2 separate regions of the Mus musculus genome follow, and region 2 is linked to region 1. Evidence: chromatin contacts called from public HiCAR-type data. All regions are on one chromosome and are shown on one strand. The core of a region is the stretch at or near the end of the contact, and the rest is flanking DNA. Distances in the headings are between cores, read along the strand shown.

Region 1 (5,207 bases), core at 1,486-3,985:
AATAATCTAGATGTGTACGTAAGGTCAACCACGGGGCAAGGGCTTTTGCGGTTCTCTGTTGGCACTGGGGACCAGGTAGCTGAGCCTTGCTTATTGCTCTTATGGGCCAGCCCCTCAGGTGCCAAGCCACAGCTCTCCTGCCTCCCCATGGACTCGGGCCAGGCGTGACTGGGTTCTCACTGAGTCCCACCTCTTTGTCTCTGAAGAGGCCGGAGACAGTACCCCAGCTGCTCCACTAGGGGGTGATAGCTGTTTGGTCTCTACAGTGAACCAGTAGCCCTGGCCTCTTGCCTCCAAATCCTGAGTTCAACGAGGCTCTCTGAAATTCACAGTGCAGGGGAATGGCCCCGAGAGGGGACCTTTGAGTATAGAATTGGCCCTAGATGTGGTCCTAGCTGGTGAGGCTTAGAGGGCCAGGTTGGCAGCACAGGGGGTTGTGGGGAAGAGGTGCTTCACACACCTCTCAGGGATCCTGAGGTATCCTGCACCATCCTTGTCACTCCCCCCCTACCCTTGCAGTCTGTTGGGCAACCCGCTAGCAATCCTGATTGCCAGTGGGACTCAGGGCCATGGCCTCCTAACTGGGAGAATCCAGGAAGTGCTCCGTGATACTGCGTTAGTGCCTAGGGCCATTAAGGCCCCACAGCTGCCACACACCTCACAGAGGGAAGAACACTGTGGAAGGGACAGCGGGGAAACTACACTGGGAAAGGGAAACAGTGGCCAAAGGGCAAAGGCTCCTGGGTCCTGAAAAGCTTGAGCTCCCAGCTGGAGAGTCGGCCCCTGAGTGTGCTGTTCGATCCACCCTCTGCCTTCAGCCCTGGCCACTACCCTGGGAAGCAGTACGAGTCCAGCATGGCATTGGGTCTGTAGATAAGGGGACGTTGGCCACAGTCTCATTTGATTCCTCAGCTGTCTCAGGGGAATGGGCAGGCCATTGTAAGAGGGGCGGTGTGTGGCAGATTTGTAGAGATGGACACCCTAGGGCACCTCTCTACTAGGGTAGAGAGGCTGCTGGACTTTGTGTATCTCCCTCTGTTGTATTCCTAGCAGGTCTGGATGGACCACCCAGTCACAGAAGCAGTTGGATTTAGGTTTCATGGGGAGAATGCTGGGGAAGGGTTTCCGGGGCTTAGGAACCTGCCATGGATTGAGATGGGCTAGTGTGCAGGAAGGGTGACCCAGGGGGCCTTGCTCCCTCTAGGTTTCTGTCTCTTCATCTGACATATGAATTGAAAAAAACAAAAACTTGCATGAAAGTGAGGGTCAGGGGCCTGGAAGTGCCAGAATACAGCCTGTCTTCCCTGCAGGCTAGCACTTCAGGTTCCCAGTGCCCAACAAGAACAGAGAGGCCCCTTCGCCCTTGGTTTATTTTATTTTCCACAAGCTTGGTGGACAGTGAGTGACCTGAGGCTCAGTGAGCTCTGCTCATAGATCCAGGCATGTAGAGACGACTGCAGGCAGCACCGGGCCCTGCCGGGAGAGTGGATAGAGAAGGAACGAGGAGGCTCCCTGTGTGGCTAGAGGCCTGCCACGAAGCCTGGAAACCCTGAGTTGCAGAGGTCACGGAAGCAACAGAAGACAGGATGGGCAACGCCAATGCCATCAGGGTCGGTGGCCAGACACGAGCTGGAGCAGGAGCGGGTCACCATGGGACTGTGGTTGAAGGGGAACGCTGCAGGGTGGGCAGACAGCAGAGCCCCAAGTCACTGCAGTTCCTTTCTGCCTCTGCACACCCTTCCCATGGTGTGCTGCCTTCTCAAACCCCTCCTGCAACCTGCATCTTAAATCTGCCCAACCCCCACCCAGCCACAGCACATATTCACGTTGGCACCAGCCTCTGTGGAGCATCCACACTACCTGGTCCTGAGTGGGGGCTCTAGCCTAAGCCACATTTAACATACCTGTGCAGAGCCAGGGTCTAAGCCAACTGCTGCCTTCTACCCATCCCCACTCCCCATAGCCCTGATGCCACTGTCTTAGTGCAGGTACTTGAGGGGCTATACATCTGTGGGCACCATCTATAAGATATGATACCATCAGCACCACCACACGCGCGCACACACACACACCATTCCTGCCCCCTCTGCCTTCTTGGCTGAGCAAAACAGTGGTGGACGAAAGGGAACATGGAGGGACAAGGTAAGCCTGACACCAGGTGGAACCCCCAGCCCTGGCCTGAACCCAGCCTTACCTGCTTCCACTGTCTCCAGTACAGTCTTACAGGCTGTGTCTTCCATCTTGCACTGAGCAATATTCTTGCATGAGTTAATGGCCGTGGGCTGCTCACAGGTATAGCATCGGAAGGCCTCACCTAGCAAGGGTTAGGGGTCACAGTCTCACCACCTCGCTCCAGGGGTCCCTATTGGAGCCAGGTAGGTGAGAGAGAAAGTGACCTCCTGAGAGTCTTCCGAGACCCAGATGTCCAAGACAAGTGACAACACCACATCCTGCATCCGTATCTTCCTCCCTGGAGAACAGATCATGACCAAGACTTCTGTCCCAGAAGCATGTTGGAATCTAAGACCCAGGAAGCTTACCAAGGGTCCAGAGGATGCCTTGGCCACAAAGATACCTCTCTCCCATTAAGAGATGGGATAAACCGAGTTCTACAGCAGAGCTGCCCCTGAGAGCCTCACTCCAAGTCACTCACCATAGCCCATGCTCCAGGCTGCCAAGAGCAGCAGCCACATGGCCCAGCGAAGGGTCATTCTTCAGTGCTCAGGAGCTAGGAGCCCTGGCTGGCCTCATAGTGAGGATTTTATACTCAGCCTCCGGCTTCGGCTTCTGGGTGTTGGCAGGACCAGAGTGACTCAGTAGGGAGGCACAGGGCTAGGGGTGTGGGTGGTGGATGGGAGCCATCATCACCTACCATCCCAGGGTGGGGCCCCTCTATGGACCTTTTGGGGAACCTCTGTCTGGGAGTCTTGGTCCTGCTTCTGCTGGTGCACCTCCAGTACTCGACACCATGCTCTGCTGTCCCTCAACTGAGGAAGCCTTTTAGAGCCTGGCTCAACTGGCTCTCAGATGAGCCTCTTGCCTCAGCTATGTGAATGCATCCAATAGGCCAGATAGTCAGGTCCCGAGAACCCCTGAGGCTCAGGTACAAGGCTGCTTTATATCTGCCTGATAAAAGGAACCTCACTGTATCCCATCTGCCTAAGACCGATCTACTATGCACCCAGATGTACTCACAAAGTAGAGGCTGAGCCAGTATGGAAAGGAGGGAGTACCTGATGTGGTATAGGTGCTGTGAGGGCAGAGGCAGATATAGGGTCTTAGAATGGCCCCTACACATCCACTGCCATTCCCCTGACCATGAATGAATGTCTTTTAGACCAAGCTTGAGCTTCTTAGCTTTAGTCCTGACAGCAGAACTCTACCTACTCTCCTGGACTGATAGTCTATTCTGGCTTCCCTGTGCTGGCCCTTTCATGTTATGGGCACCCTGGCTGTTTTCCTGTGCCAGAAGGACCATCTAAGCCTTCATCCTCCATAACCCTCCCCAGTTGAGGTCTCTTTGGTTTTGGTTTTGGTTTTGGTTTGGTTTTGTTGTCGTTCTCCAAGGTTTCAATGAGTGGCCCTGTGGATGGATATGGGGGTAGGCAGATGAAGGAGTAAGGGAGGGAGGGAGGGAGGAAGGGAGGGAGGGAGGGAGGGAGGGAGGGAGGGAGGGAGGGAGGGAGGATAACAGATGATGGGGTGGATGGGTGGAGGATGGGTGATGGACAAATGGATAGATGGATGCATGATAGGCAGATGATTGCATAAGATGGATAGATAATACTTGGCTTTAACAATAGGTGGGTGGTTGGCAGCTGGCATGTGTGTCTCTGTAGGGAGCTGGTGGGTGGTCCACCCCTTACAGACTCTGTAACAGCAGAATTACAGCCTGACCTTGTGACAGACAGGCTGCAATGGAGGAGCCCTGGTCCAGGCACCTAGGAGGCATGCGTTTTTCTCCTGGCCTTTCTGCTCTTTCTTTGCATGGCCTTGGGATAGCCCCCTTGTCCTTCCAGACCTTGGCTTCCTGTTTATGGATTGCTAGGGCAGAAGTGGCCTGGCACTGCAGGGAGAAGCCAGTTGTACAAGGTTTGTAGAAAAGTAAAGAGAAGGTGTGGCTTACAGAGGGAGGGACTGCAGTTCCTACAAGTCAAATAGTGGGGCCACTCATCTCTGGGGCTCTGTCCACAGACCACACCCAGAGGTTGGGAGAGGAGCCAGGGAAAGTCTGGCTCTGAGCCTGAGAGACTGAGCCTAGCCTGCTTGGTGACCCAAGCCTGTTCACAAGGCACTTGCTCCAGAATCCCATTCCTTCATCTGTAAACAGGGTAGATGAGCATCTACGGTACAATGCTCAGCAAAAGTGGGTCTTTATGGCCCTGTAAGGCCCTTTTGACCAAAGTGCAAGTGAACTTGGAACCCAGGGCTGGGGAACGAGTAATCATGAAAACAGTACAGGGTTATATACTGAGGACAAAAGACACTGACATGATGCTGATGCGAGGCTGCCTGAAGGGACTACTTGTCCTGGCTCTGGAAAGAAGGGATGACCTCACAGGTCAGTGATGGCAGGGGAGGTGCTGGGTGGAGCAGCAGCCAGGAAAGGGCACCCAGCATCCTCGTGGGCGACCATGCCTTCTTCTGGCCCCTGATTGGTAAGGCCAGGAAGGCAGCCCTGCTGGGCAGGGCAGAATTTATGCCCTTGTTTGGCAGCTTCTCTGTGTGAGTCCGCACCCTTGTCGTTGGTCCCAGGTGTAGAACAAAGAGACCAGGCCTGAACCCAGCACAAGAAAGTGTGTGACTTGGAGGGCTAGCTCCCTTCTTCAAGCCTGGGACAGGGCTTCTTCGTGGACCTGAGTGCTGCAGGTGCTGTAGTGTGGCCCTGGGCCAATCATTTCTCCTCTCTAAGCCAGTCTAATCTTTAATTTGGAATGATGACAGTCCCAGCCCTTGAGGTCGCTGGAATGCTCAAGTGAAAGGATGCGTTTAAAACCCACCCAGGCCAGGCAAGATTGTCTGCAGAAACCAACAGAGAGGCTCTGACAAGATCCCCTCAAATCATCTCTCTTGTCAACTGCCCTGTCAGAGACACCTAGGTCCTTCTCCAGATCCAGCCAGGCACCTGAGGCAATCACCAACTTTTATGCAAGCGGGAGCCAGGACCTCTGCCTGTTCCCTCCCACCCAGCTGGCTATCACCCAGCC
Region 2 (5,273 bases), core at 640-3,139, 1.2 Mb after region 1:
AGCTATTAAAAAGAATGAATTTATGAAATTACTAGGCAAATGGATGGACCTGGAGGGCATCATCCTGAGTGAGGTAACCCAATCATAAAGGAACTCTCACAATATGTACTCACTGATAAGTGGATATTAGCCCAGAAACTTAGGATACCCAAGATATAAGATATAATTTGCTAAAAACATTAAACCCAAGAGAACGAAGACCAAAGTGTGGACACTTTGCCCCTTCTTAGAAATGGAAACAAAACACCCATGGAAGGAGTTACAGAGACAAAATTTGGAAGTGTGACGAAAGGATGGACCATCTAGTGATTGCCATATCCAGAGATCCATCCCATGATCAGCTTCCAAACGCTGACACCATTGCATACACTAGCAAGATTTTGCTGAAATGACCCAGATATAGCTGTCTCTTGTGAGACTATGCCAGGGCCTAGCAAACACAGAAGTGGATGCTCACAGTCAGCTACTGAATGGACCACAGGGCCCCCAAATGGAGGAACTAGAGAAAGCACCCAAGGAACTAAAGGGAACTGCAACCCTATAGGTGGAACAACAATATGAACTAAGCAGTACCCCGGAGCTCTTGTCTCTAGCTGCATATGTATCAAAAGATGGCCTAGTCGGCCATCACTGCAAAGAGAGGCCCATTGGACTTGCAAACTTTATATGCCCCAGTACAGGGGAATGCCAGGGCCAAAAAGGGGGAGTGGGTGGGTAGGGGAGTGGGGGGGGGTATGGGGACTTTTGGTATAGCATTGGAAATGTAAATGAGCTAAATACCTAATAAAAAATGGAAAAAAAAAGATTCTGGGATTCAGGTTAGCTGAGGCTGAAGAATCAGCTGTAATGAACAAGATACCAGGACTACTAAAGTGAAACCTTTGCTTTGCTGTGATACTCGATGCTGGTCAGCTACAGCTGAAGAATTAGTAGTGATTAAGAAGAAACTAGCATCATTGAGGTAAAAACTTTCTAAGTATTTCCTAAGAGCTACACAGAAGCTGTGTTCCAGAAGCAGCCAAGGTTGTCCCTCATGCTGGCAGCTGAACTTGGTAGCATAAGAGTCACCCAGGTGGTACTTACTGGTTTTGAAGACATGAACAGTTCATGGAGGGCAGCTGAGGCTTGGCACTGTGCAGTTTCAGTGGCAGATTTTTTAAAAACAGGATATAAAATATAGAGATAAACCCACACAATTTTTTTTTTTTTTTTGTTAAGACCTAGATGACTCTTAAGGTTGTACCTTCCACGAGGCTGAAGAGATTCCTTGGGGTTAAGATCAAGCAGTTGGTTGGTGCTCTTCCAAAGGATCCTGGTTTGATTTCCAGCACCCACATGGCAGCTAAGAACTGTGTCTATAATCCCATTTCCAGGAGAATATAATGCCCTCTTCTGGCCTCCAGGAGCACCAAGCACACATATGGTGAACAGACATACACACATGCAAAACACTAAAACACACAATAAAATAAAGTTCTGCCTCCATCAGTGAGTGAGCTTGGCATTCTAGGCTCACACCTGACTTTGCAAAGTTGTAAAATAAACTGCCTCGATTTCACTACTCTGAGTCTCCAGTGGTTTATTACAAAGATGTTGTGTCATAGGCACAGCGGCTCAAAGTTGTCTTTCCACCATAGGCATACACACATAAGATAATGATAAAGATGTTCTAAACGCTCAAAGCTAAAACCAAAAGCTACATACAGAACCATCACTAACAACCAACAAGAAATCTTTACTAAAAGCTCTCTAAAGAGCCTGCCTTTCCCAGCTCTTCCAGGGAAGTCTGACGACATCTACTGCCTAGCTTCGCCGCTAATCCCACACCCACGTGCGCAAACAGGGCTCTCAGCCACCGCGTCTGCGCACTGGGTCCTCCGGCTGACCGCAGGAATCTGGCCCGGAAGTCTGTGACAGGGAGACGGCCCCGGCCCCCATTCTTATCCTAGAGTGCCTACGGATGTCCTCCGGGCGGAGCCTCGGGCAGTTTCCGGCCGGGGCGTGCGGCAGCGGTGCGGGCTTTGTGGCCGCCCGGGGTTACCCGCCTGGATGCTGCTCGGCTTGGTTCCGCGCCGTCCTCTCGCCGCCGAGCTCCGGGTGAGTGAGGCGGAGCGGCTCGCGCGGGTGGGCGGGCTCGTGACCGGCGGGGCTCAGCGAGTTGGTTGGTGTCCCGGGCCGGCTGCACTTCGCTTTGGCCTCTGTCCGTAGCTCCTCGCTTGGTTCGGGCCGGAGCCTTGCGTCTCCTCGCCGAGCTGCGGGCGGTAGATGCATGGACCGATCGTCCGCAGACATCGAGGCCCTCGAGGGTTGCACACTCGGCCTCGGCGCCTGCAGGTCGGGCCCCCGGATGGCTGCTTGAAGGCTAAGCCGCTCAGGTGATGGAATGCAGGTGCGCGCCACGCTGCTCTTCGGCTTGGACCTTGCCCTCCTGCCTTCTGCCTTCCCTCAGTCCTTTCGGCCTCTGTCCGAGGGGATGCAGTGCAGGCACCCCAGTGCTTCAGGGGTTGAAGATAATATGTGTGTTGGACAGAATCAGCTCCGTATGTCATGAAGGAGGATTCTTAGGTGGGGTGAGGTGTCATACAAGCTGTTCTATTCCATGAAGTGTCTGAGTCAACGTCTATGACATCTCTGTGATAATGCCAGGGACATTTAGTCCTCTTTGCACCCGGCCCCACCGTGGTCCAGGAGTCCCCAGGGCTTGAGTGCTATGCTAGAGGTTTCCCGGGATATTAGCAGAAGAACAGTTCTAAACTCAAGTAGTTTTCCAGGTGGAGAGCTGATATTCACAATCGCCCTGTGCTCTTCTAGACATCGTTCCTTTGAGACCCATTACAATGAAAGAAACAAATGTCTTCTGATCACGAAGAAATCAGACTCCCCATGCCCCTCGCGCGCGCGCGCGCACACACACACACACACACACACACACACACACACAAACAAACATATACACATCAAGTTTTAAGGCAGAGAGCAGACCTTTGTTCCTGTCACGGATGTGGCATTGTATCTGTTTTAATACTTGGCATAATGATGGCATTCTTTTTTCATATGGGAGGTATAGAGAAACCTCACAAGCCAACACATGCAGCTATGGACACTCCTGGAGCCTTGGGGGTGGATTTCTGGTTCTGGAATGCGTTGGAGGATGATATAGAGAGAGGGTAGACCTGGGAAAGTACCCCCACTCCCCTACAAGACTTATGGTCTGATCTGGAAGTGGACGGGATGCCAGAGAAGCAGTGGGCTAGAACAAAGTGGTGTCTCTGAAGTAAATCACAGAGCCCTCTGACTGCTCTGTTGGCTTATGGAAAATGGCTGCTAAAAGGCCCTGGGCTTGTTAGGAAAAGAAGACTGTTTGTGTCAGCAGGATCCTTGTATGTAGGGGCTAGAGGTAGAGGTTGGAATAGGAGTCCTAAGAGAGCAGCCAGTCACTCGCTCTATTCTTTTTGACCTCAAATAGCATGCCTTGCACACACAGCACCCAGCTACCTCCACAGCTGCAGTGGCACATCCACAGGTTGTCAGGGACACCATGTCGAGGCCCGCCCGCCTGGTTATTCCCAAGGCTGCAGAGATGCAAGCTTTCCTGCTCCTGTTTTTCTTTATGTGTATGGGTGTCTAATGTTGGTTTTTATTCTCCTGATGGAATTGTTGTCTCTAAGGTTTACTGCCTCCATCTCCTAGCTTGCTAGTCCTGGAAGCTTCTAGCCTCTGTCCAATCTAATCTAGGCCTAAACTTGTTTTCAGCCCCTGAGACTTGCTGCTGAATAAGCTCATCCCTTCTGGTTCTTTCTGGAATCTTCTGGCTGGTTTAACTCAGCTGTTCTGTATCAAACTTGTCTCCCAGCTGACTCACTCAGTCTGGCTTCTGAATTGCTCTGCTTGGCCTCCAACTAAGTCTGGTACTCTGTTCTAATCTTCTGGCTCGTTCTCTCCTCAAACTGTCTGTAAAACTGCCTCTCTTCTTTCTCTAGACTGCGGGCCCCTTAAGTGGCTTCCCTTTCTTTTCTCTTCTAGTAAGAGTTGGTATATCCTGTTCTGTCAAATCTTTCTTGATTTGTCACCTTGTCCGCCTCTCAATCAGACATCACTTCCAAACATGGGTGCTTCCTTGTACAAACTATCTTTGCCTTCATTGTTTGGGATTAAAAGTGTGAACTAAGGGTGTGTCTGTAGTCCAGCCAGAAGGATTAAAGGTGTGTGCTAAGGGCTGAGCTAACAGTATCTTGGTGTTCACTGTGTGATCCTATCTTGCAGCATGGGTGTTTTGCCTGCTTGTTAGTCTGTCCATCATGTGTGTACCTGGTACCCTCAGAAGCCAGAAGAGGGCGTTGTATCCCCTAGAATTTGCGTTACAGAGTTGTGAGCGGCTATGGGGTTCTGGGGAACTTGAACCCGGGTGCTCTGGAAGAGTAGTCAGTGCTTTTAACTGCTCAGCCATCTCTAGCTGCCGAGTTGTAAGAGTCACCGAGAGGCACACATGATTCTAAGCTCTTCTTGTAAACAGCTGCAGGCTTGTGTCCAGGTAGCGTAGTCATTCTAAGTCTGATATAAGGGGCTGAGGTGCAGCTCACTGGTAGAGCACTTGCTTAGCATGCATAATATCCCGAGTTCCATCCTTAGCACTCCATAAAATAATAAAAGTCAGAAGGTATCGGTGGTTTCTAAAACGTGAGCGTATGCAGGTCCTTGCCAAACCCTGTGGCTGGCTGGGTTGCCTTGAACTTCCTTATACTGAATGCCAGTGAGACTCTGGTGCCACGGGCTGGCAGCACTGCCTTGCTGTAGCTTTAGGGGTTCTGAAGCTTCAGGCTTGCATGGAGCAGAGCAGAGCACTGGCCCCTGAGAACAGCCAGCTCTTAGAAGGGGTGATGGGAAAGGTTGAGCTCAAGTGTTGTCTTGGTTAGGGTTTCACACTGTGAACAGACACCATGACCAAGGTAACTTTTGTAAGGGACAATATTTAACTGGGGCTGGCTTACAGGTTCAAAGGTTCAGCCCATTATCATCAGGGTGGGAGCATCTAGGCAGGTATGCAGGAGCTGAGAGTTTTCTGTCTTGTCCCAAAGGCAAATAGGAGAAGAGTACTATCTTCCAGGCAGCTAGAACAAGGGTCTCTTAAAGCCCACCCCCACGGTGACACACTTCCTCCACAAGGCCACACACACCTCCTAATAGTGCCACTCCCTGGCCAAGCATATTCACCACAACTGTCTAGTAAGTGACTCAAGTGTTCCTGCTAATTCACCTACATACTTGGGGAAGAA

What was found. HiCAR-type assays count read pairs that join an accessible place to other places.
Region 2: a contact with region 1 is called in a HiCAR-type map of astrocytes, with 4 times the contacts expected there. The contact joins the promoter of Zfp623 here to the promoter of Slurp1 in region 1. A contact is called at or near these places in 2 of 39 promoter capture datasets (hippocampal neurons and pre-B cells) and 1 of 115 datasets of contacts at active chromatin or transcription factors (astrocytes).

What each region holds. Positions count from the first base shown.
Region 1 is chr15:74,725,288-74,730,494 of GRCm38.p6, forward strand. Slurp1 (secreted Ly6/Plaur domain containing 1) reads right to left here and starts at 2,736. Exons shown (of 3, transcript NM_020519.2): 1 at 2,654-2,736; 2 at 2,195-2,314; 3 at 1,357-1,675. The coding sequence starts at 2,711. The coding sequence ends at 1,521.
Region 2 is chr15:75,939,063-75,944,335 of GRCm38.p6, forward strand. It overlaps Zfp623 (zinc finger protein 623), which reads left to right and starts at 1,890. Exons shown (of 2, transcript NM_030199.3): 1 at 1,890-2,097.